Linked DNA regions of Mus musculus: region 2 is linked to region 1. The links are chromatin contacts, called in public HiChIP or PLAC-seq maps. All regions are on one chromosome and are shown on one strand. The core of a region is the stretch at or near the end of the contact, and the rest is flanking DNA. Distances in the headings are between cores, read along the strand shown. Region 1 overlaps Nav1 (neuron navigator 1). Region 2 has its middle 18 kb from the start of Gm32835.

What was found. HiChIP or PLAC-seq counts read pairs in DNA pulled down with a chosen protein or histone mark.
Region 2: a contact with region 1 is called in an H3K4me3 HiChIP or PLAC-seq map of embryonic basal ganglia, with 2.8 times the contacts expected there. The contact joins two enhancer-like sites. A contact is called at or near these places in 1 of 15 datasets of contacts at CTCF or cohesin (embryonic stem cells), 2 of 484 Hi-C or Micro-C datasets (embryonic stem cells and forebrain), 16 of 115 datasets of contacts at active chromatin or transcription factors (the HPC-7 cell line, embryonic basal ganglia, embryonic forebrain and 10 more) and 2 of 9 other capture datasets (adipose tissue and liver).

Annotation. Positions count from the first base shown.
Region 1 is chr1:135,517,483-135,520,751 of GRCm38.p6, reverse strand. The region is part of intron 3 of Nav1 (neuron navigator 1); the gene reads left to right. The region is part of intron 2 of Gm32940 (a long non-coding RNA gene); the gene reads right to left. Among named protein-coding and RNA genes, the nearest start is that of Gm32940, 7.1 kb to the right of the region's middle. Within about 2 kb of position 1,906, at least 16 of the 459 cell types and tissues checked have an H3K27ac peak or open chromatin away from gene starts, as enhancers often do. A contact at or near this core is called in embryonic basal ganglia, where this site is marked.
Region 2 is chr1:135,668,450-135,672,115 of GRCm38.p6, reverse strand. It overlaps a transcript of Nav1 not described here. Among named protein-coding and RNA genes, the nearest start is that of Gm32835, 18 kb to the left of the region's middle. Within about 2 kb of position 1,520, at least 151 of the 459 cell types and tissues checked have an H3K27ac peak or open chromatin away from gene starts, as enhancers often do. A contact at or near this core is called in embryonic basal ganglia, where this site is marked.

The DNA.
Region 1 (3,269 bases), core at 657-3,156:
TCCTAAATAATGGTAACGCTATATTTCCAAGTGTGTGTTTGTCTTCATGCTGAAAATTATGTTTGTGGGCTTCCCTGGGAGTGAGAACTTATTCTGACCCTTTTCACTTACGCCTGCGATGTTCTCCGTTGGCAAATGGGACCCACATGTGGCTTGGGATCTGGGTCATGAGCGCAGCATCATGAGTACAGCATGTAGCTATGCACAGAACTAAGCTAATTGTAGGAAAGGAGAGATGGCTCAGGGGCTGGGTGCTTGCCACTCTTCCAGAGGATCTGAGTTCAATTCCTAGCACCCGCATCAGGGTGGCTCACACCTACTTTTAAGTCCGGCTCCAAGGATTCTGACATCTTCTTCTGGTCTCAGAGGGCCCTTGCACCTCATGTACATAAACATATACACACATGCACAATTAAAAATAGAATAAGGGCTGGTAAGATGGCTCAGTGGGTAAGAGCACCCGACTGCTCTTCCGAAGGTCCAGAGTTCAAATCCCAGCAACCACATGGTGGCTCACAACCATCTGTAACAAGATCTGATGCCCTCTTCTGGAGTGTCTGAAGACAACTACAGTGTACTTACATATAATAAATAAATCTTTAAAAAAAATTAAAAAAAAATAGAATAAATTTACAAAGAACAATCTAAGAACTAAGCTCACCATGCTCAGGTTACGGGGTGACTCTGGCCTTTTCCCCATTGTGACCTGGCTCACTCAAACATTGCTTACACGGGAAGGGTGGTTTGGGCTGGTATCTTAGTTCCCTGTGTGCTACTTTAACACCATACCACAAAGAGGTCATTTATGAAGAACAGAGATTGGTTTATTATATTTCTGGGAGATGGGAGTCCAAGACTGAAGGGCCAGTCTGCTAAGGACCTTCTGTGGGGGAAGTAGAGGGTCAAGAGAACATAAGTGAGAGTGAGGACATAAGTGAAAGAGAGGGCTTAACTCCTGCTTTATCAGGAACCCACCCCCATTGGAACTAACCATGGAGAGATGGCTCAGCGATTAAGAGCACTGACCATTCTTCCAGAGGTCCTGAGTTCAATTCCCAGCAACCGCATGGTGGCTTACAACCATCTGTAATGGGATCCGATGCCCTCTTCTAGTCTGTCCTGGTGTGTCTGAAGGCAGCAACAATGTACTCACATATATAAAATAAATAAAATCTTTTTTTTAAATGTCCTACATTTTAACGCCGGCACACTGAAGATTTTCCAGCACGGCCCTGTATCTTAGGTGACACACTAAGGCATATAGGTGAGCACCTGTGGAGTGAGCAGATCTAGGGCACAGATTGCATGGGGATGCGTAGGGTGTGCACAGGTTGTTGCCATGGGCACCTGAGGCGTAGAGATTTCTAAGTGGTTAATGACCCTACATGGGTCAAAGAAGTGTGGCTGTTTCTCCTTCAGCTCCCACTCATTATTGAATGTAGCAGCTCCTGGAGATACCAGCTGCAGCTCTTTGAACCTGTTCTGGCTGGGTCCCAGACATAGGTTCCTGCAATTGTGTCAGGTGCATGTATGAGGTCAGTGGGGAGAGGAGAGTAGTGAGACACAGACACCACTAAAGAAAAGTAAGAAGGGTCGGACGGAAGGAGTGTGTAGAATCAGAATAGAAGGGGCTAATTTCAGAGAGCCCTCGGCTCTCAAAATTCCACTTAATTCTCAAAACATAATAGTGGACCATTCTCTGTCTGCAGAGTTAGTGTGTGTCTTACGCAGTGTTTCTCAAAACCTGGAGTAAGCCAGGTAGGTATTCCAGAGGGGCTGCTGGATGCATGCTTGTGTTTCCATAGCAACAGATGCTGACTTGGGAGGGGCCCCTCCTCTGGGTGTCCTAGTAACCTACAATTGAGCTGCTGAGCTTTCACTGGGTGTGATGACGTGCAATTTGGCTGACAATCAGGGAGGATAGGCATCGAAGAAAGCTGTTGAGATGGGTATGGCTTTGCTCTACCAGCCCCTCCCACCTGTCTCCCGGTCCATTTGTCTCTCCTCTTTAACTGCCAGCCTCCTCCTTTATTCCCCAACCCATATGTTTGGTGGTAAGCCAGCTGGGCTTCCGTGTGCCTGAAAGTTTCCTGCAAGCTGAGATCGCCAAAAGAGCACACATTTGGAAGTTTGATAGGTTGGGTCAGATCTCATCTCTGAGGCTTCAAGGAGAGCTGTTTGTTCTAAGGATAAATGACAATATGGGACTAGGATTATTGTTGGAAGGCAAAGAACACAATGTATATAAGGTACTTGGTATGCAGTAGGTGTTCAGTGTATGTAAGGTATGTGGTATACACTAGACGCTCAGTAAATGTTTATCCCCCTTCTCATGTTTGACTTTCTAGAACTCCAAAGCAACACAAGCCATCTTTGAAATAGAATTTTCCTGCTGAGGTGGCAGTGCTTGTTTGCCACACTCATCATTTCAAAACCCCCTCTCCTCGGGGAGCCTTCCTTAATTTCCCCTCGTTACAGTGGGATTGCTATCTGACTCTGGGCTGCTCCAACCCTCCAGTGCATACTTTATACTACAGTAATTTGTGCTTTTATGATTCCTTGACAATTGTAAAGGAACAGCTTATGAAACATTAACATGGAATTATCTCATTTAATCTTAACAACAGTATGAATTCGATATTCTTTACCTTGATTTACAAGCTAAGAAACAGGAACTCGGCCTAACTGGATGGTGGGATTCCCTAGCTTCAGAGTGGCAGAACCAGCGCAAAGCCCAGCCCCCCACCCCCCACTCCCATTCCAGTCTACCACTGCCTTGCTATGTGTATCTTGTTTCCCTAAAACCTGGGAACATGTCACAGGAGGGGTCCCAGGCCTTCCACTATGGCAGCTGCTTTCCCAAGACAGAGACTATGGCTTCTTCTGTCAGCAACTTGGGTTCTCAGGCCCTGCTGCCGAACACCCAGAGACCCTTCTGGCATGCCCCTAAGCAACCTCTCCATCTTCCTCACTTTGGGGAGCCACAAAGTGGCCACAACTGGGAGCTCTGGGCCAGGCAAAATGAGCAACCCAAGCTTCTGAATGTCTGTCCTTGTTTGACTCCCGCTCAAAGACTTAGCTGTCCCAGGGTATTCCCGAGGGGCCAGCTCAGGCCCCTGGGCTATCAGATGTCTCTGGCCAGGCAGCAAAGGACCATTCACTGCAGCTGAAGAAAGACCAGCAGACCAAGTAGGAGGTTTACCCACCAACCTCTCTTCAGTAGGGTGCACCAAAGAGGCCGAAGACCGTTATTCTTGCTTCTCGAGGTG
Region 2 (3,666 bases), core at 271-2,770, 150 kb before region 1:
GGCCATTGCCCAGGAAACCGCTGGCTGCAATCCAGTCCCTTTACTGTAATCATGTTGAGAAAAAAGGCAGGCATGACTTTGCTTCGGCAGGAATTAAAAGATGAAGGGAAGAAGGAAGGGGACACCAAGGTCATTTCTATGGCTCTTGTAAAAAGACAGAGGATGCCTCGGAAGCTGAAGAAGAGATGCTGTCTCTGTGCTGTGCTGTGTGGCACCTGAGATGTGGTCGCTGTGTTGTGCTGTGCTATATATGGTATCCAAAATGCTGTCTCTGTGCTATGCCGTGTGGCTCCTGAGATACCGTCTTTGTGCTGTGCTGTGGTGGCAATGGAGCCTTATGTGAGGCATTCAAAGGGGCAGAAAGGAGGCAACCTAGGGTTCCAAAAAAAAGCAGATGAAAAACAAAGCAAACAGCACCAGTAAAGAGGTCTGGATGGATGGCTCAATGGTTAGGAGTTCCTGCTACTCCTCCCAAAGTTCTTGTTTGCCTCCCAGCACCCACCTTAGGTGGCTCACAACTGCCTGTAACTCCAGCTCTAGGGGATCCAGCGCCCTCTTCTGGCCATGCACAGGGCTTACACTCATATATCATATGCATACACATACATAAAAATAAAATATAATAATAACAACATAAAGCCAGTATCAGAGTAAGGGGGAAATAGAATTGTGTTTCTATGCTTCTGATACTTCCTAGGTGTGTGTTTTTGTGTCTGACTTTGTTTGTGACTTAGAATATACCATGTGCCATGTGCCTGTTCCTGTCTCTGAACCTTCATCTGTAACAGGGAGCTAACTCTAACCTAGCTCACCGGACAGCCTAGCTTATGGGGACATCTGTATAACAGAGTCTGTGTAATAACACACTTAGCTTAGCACCTGGCTTGCAGAAACCAGAGATTATTGACAAATAGTCGCTCACGGACAAGACACTTGACCTTCTGAGACCCGACCCTCCACTCTGTAAACTGGGGTTTGACTCTGGTTCCCTTTGGGCCTGCTGAGAGACTGTGGCTGCAGATGTTGTGGCATAAGATGGGTTCTCAGTGAATGAGTGCTTCCTTAGGGAATGCTTGAAGTTCCCCTTTGGGGTGACCAGAAGCAGATCCCTGTCCCCTGAGAAGCCCACACTGTGGCTTTCAAGTCTCTGCATGGGATGGAGGCTTAGGATTTTCCTCTGGCAGGGGTAGCATCTCAGACAGGAGAGGCTGAAAGAGTTTTGAGAGACATGAGAGTATGCTGTAGCCGGATGAAGGCTTTCACAGAAGGTGTGGCCAGAGTGCAGAAGCACTGGCCTCCTCTCTCCTCCAAGGGTTTGGTTTAGAAGTTGTCAAGGACCACAAGCTGTTCTTCCACTTCCTTTTGAGCAGGGCCTAAGTCATCTGGCGCCGACTGTATCATAGAGGCCTTGGGAAGAGATGGTGCAAAAGGAGATAGGAAATCTGGTTCACCCTTTGTCTGCGTGTCTGTGCATCGTTCTGTGGCTACCACTAGAGGGCGCAGTTGCCCAGCACAACCCACAGGATTCCCACGCCCTCCTCTGCAGCAGCCAGCTGGCCCCTGCGTCATTTGGGCTGGGAAAAGCAGCGAGGCTTACCCACTCAACTCTACACTAGATGAAAGACGGGGGTGGGTGAGAGCCTCGGGTGGGGCAGCCCTGCACTGTATGGGAAAACTAGGCGAGCAGAGGACTTTAACGGCCTAGAGAGCAGAGCTGGGTCTGTTACCCTCAATGGTGTTTAAGACTTTGATTCTTGGCATAGGCTCTATCTATAGAACTACCCCTGTCCCACAAAAACAAACAAACAAACAAACAACCTCAGTTTTTCTCTTTATTCTCCTGGACTATCAAGTATGTTGGGTGATTTCAAACAGACTTAGATGGTGTTGGTTGGCAAAAACAAACCGTCAATGTTGTCTAGTCTGGCTGTCTCTGGAGTCTTCTTTTCTTGCGGTTACTGGGACCCGCAGCCAGAGCCAGCTTTCCCTCCCCTATCAGCACAACCCTCCTGTGTGGCTCTGCTAACTTGCCCACTGTAGATGGATATAACCCGCCCCAAACTACCATTTGCCTTAGCCTTGGGCTTCCTTGGCTGATGACCAACAGAACTCGTGCATCTGCAGTAACTGGAGGAAGTACAGGAGGAACTGGGATAAGCCTAGGACCCTGGTTCCCTGCCAGAGCCCTTGGCCGTAGCGTGCCTGGAGAGGCAATGATTTAGTGAGACCCTGTCACCTAGCTCTTCAAGTCTCAAGCTGCTGATGCCATAGGAGGATGCCGCTGTGTCTATAAACCCATCTCTGGGGCTGTGTAGCTGCCTTTCTCTTTCCCTCTCTGCAGACCCTCTCTTTGGGAGTGGAGGTACTGCTAAGCACTCACCGTGGTCTTCATATGGTCCACTGGGGTCTTTGGCTCTATGCCATAAGCTGGGTCTCCCAGGGCTCTGAACAGTGATGGACAGACCAAGTTGCTTCCTATCCTCGGAGCCCCAGAGTAGGCAGTGGGCTGGGGGCAGGGGAGGCGGGGCAAATGAATCCAGCATTCCATAGGCTTCCAAATTGTGTGCCTCTGTACTTGCTCTTTCCAAGAATCCTACACAACTACCTAGAGTCTGGTCTGGGGCCAAGCTGGAGTCCTTTCATCCCGAGCCTTCTCCCCCAGAGACCACCGAACTGCAAAGCCTGGACCACAGCTTGCCTCTGCACCGTGAGGGCTCCTCTAGCAGAAAGACGAGAGTCCTTCTGAGAGCCTCCTCCTGACTTTACCCAGACAGGGTTAGCAGACCATCTGGTTCCAGTGTAATATGGTCAGGGAGGCCGTCCTAGATGCAGCGATATTTAATATTAGAGGATATGAACAGGAAGATGAGCTGGTTCCTAGTCAGGATGATAACACAGGAAGAGATGAATCTGCTGCAGTCATACACGGGGCCACCCAGAGGCAGGGTGTGGTCCCATCTGACTTTGCATCCAGGGTCTGCTGCTTACTGGCCGTGACTGTGAACGAGACCTTCCAGTGCTTGCTAAGACTGGATGTGTCTGACACTGGCATTAGAGTGGGCATTATATACGAACTGACTTATTTCTCTTTCTTCTGTTTTCATTTTTGGGCTTTTCTTCTGGGTCCTTTATTTCTAGACTCCGGAAGCTCCCCAGGGAAAGAGATGGTCCTCCCTACCCACCTCAGGCAAAGCCCTGCCTCTTCAACAGTGGGTTGACTTAAGGTCTAGGGCGGTGTCCCTGGCTTGTCTCAGGATCTCCATATCTTGATGCCCAGATTGGGAGTTCTCTGCAGCTAGGGGCTGTGCTTCCCCTATCAGCCTCTTATGTCTTAGTCAGTAAGTACAGCTCGGGCATAAGATGTTCAATGTGGAAAAAAAGGGTCCGCACTGAGTATAACCAATGAAATCTGAGACTCATCGAGCAGCCCCTTGCTTATGAAGGTACCTGGTAGCTCTCAAGGTGTTTTGCTAAGTGTGTTCCAGAACTTGGGTCCTTGTAGACAGAGGGTGTTTCTCAAGTGCAGACATCTGGAGGGCAGATGTGGAGTGGGCTGGGGAGGAGTGAAGTCCTGGAAGACTTGGGATTCCAGGCCCCGTGACTCACTCCCCATTCAAGGCCACTCCTCAGCAGCTGGGCTGCCTAAGGCCTGGGCTGTCTGGAGTT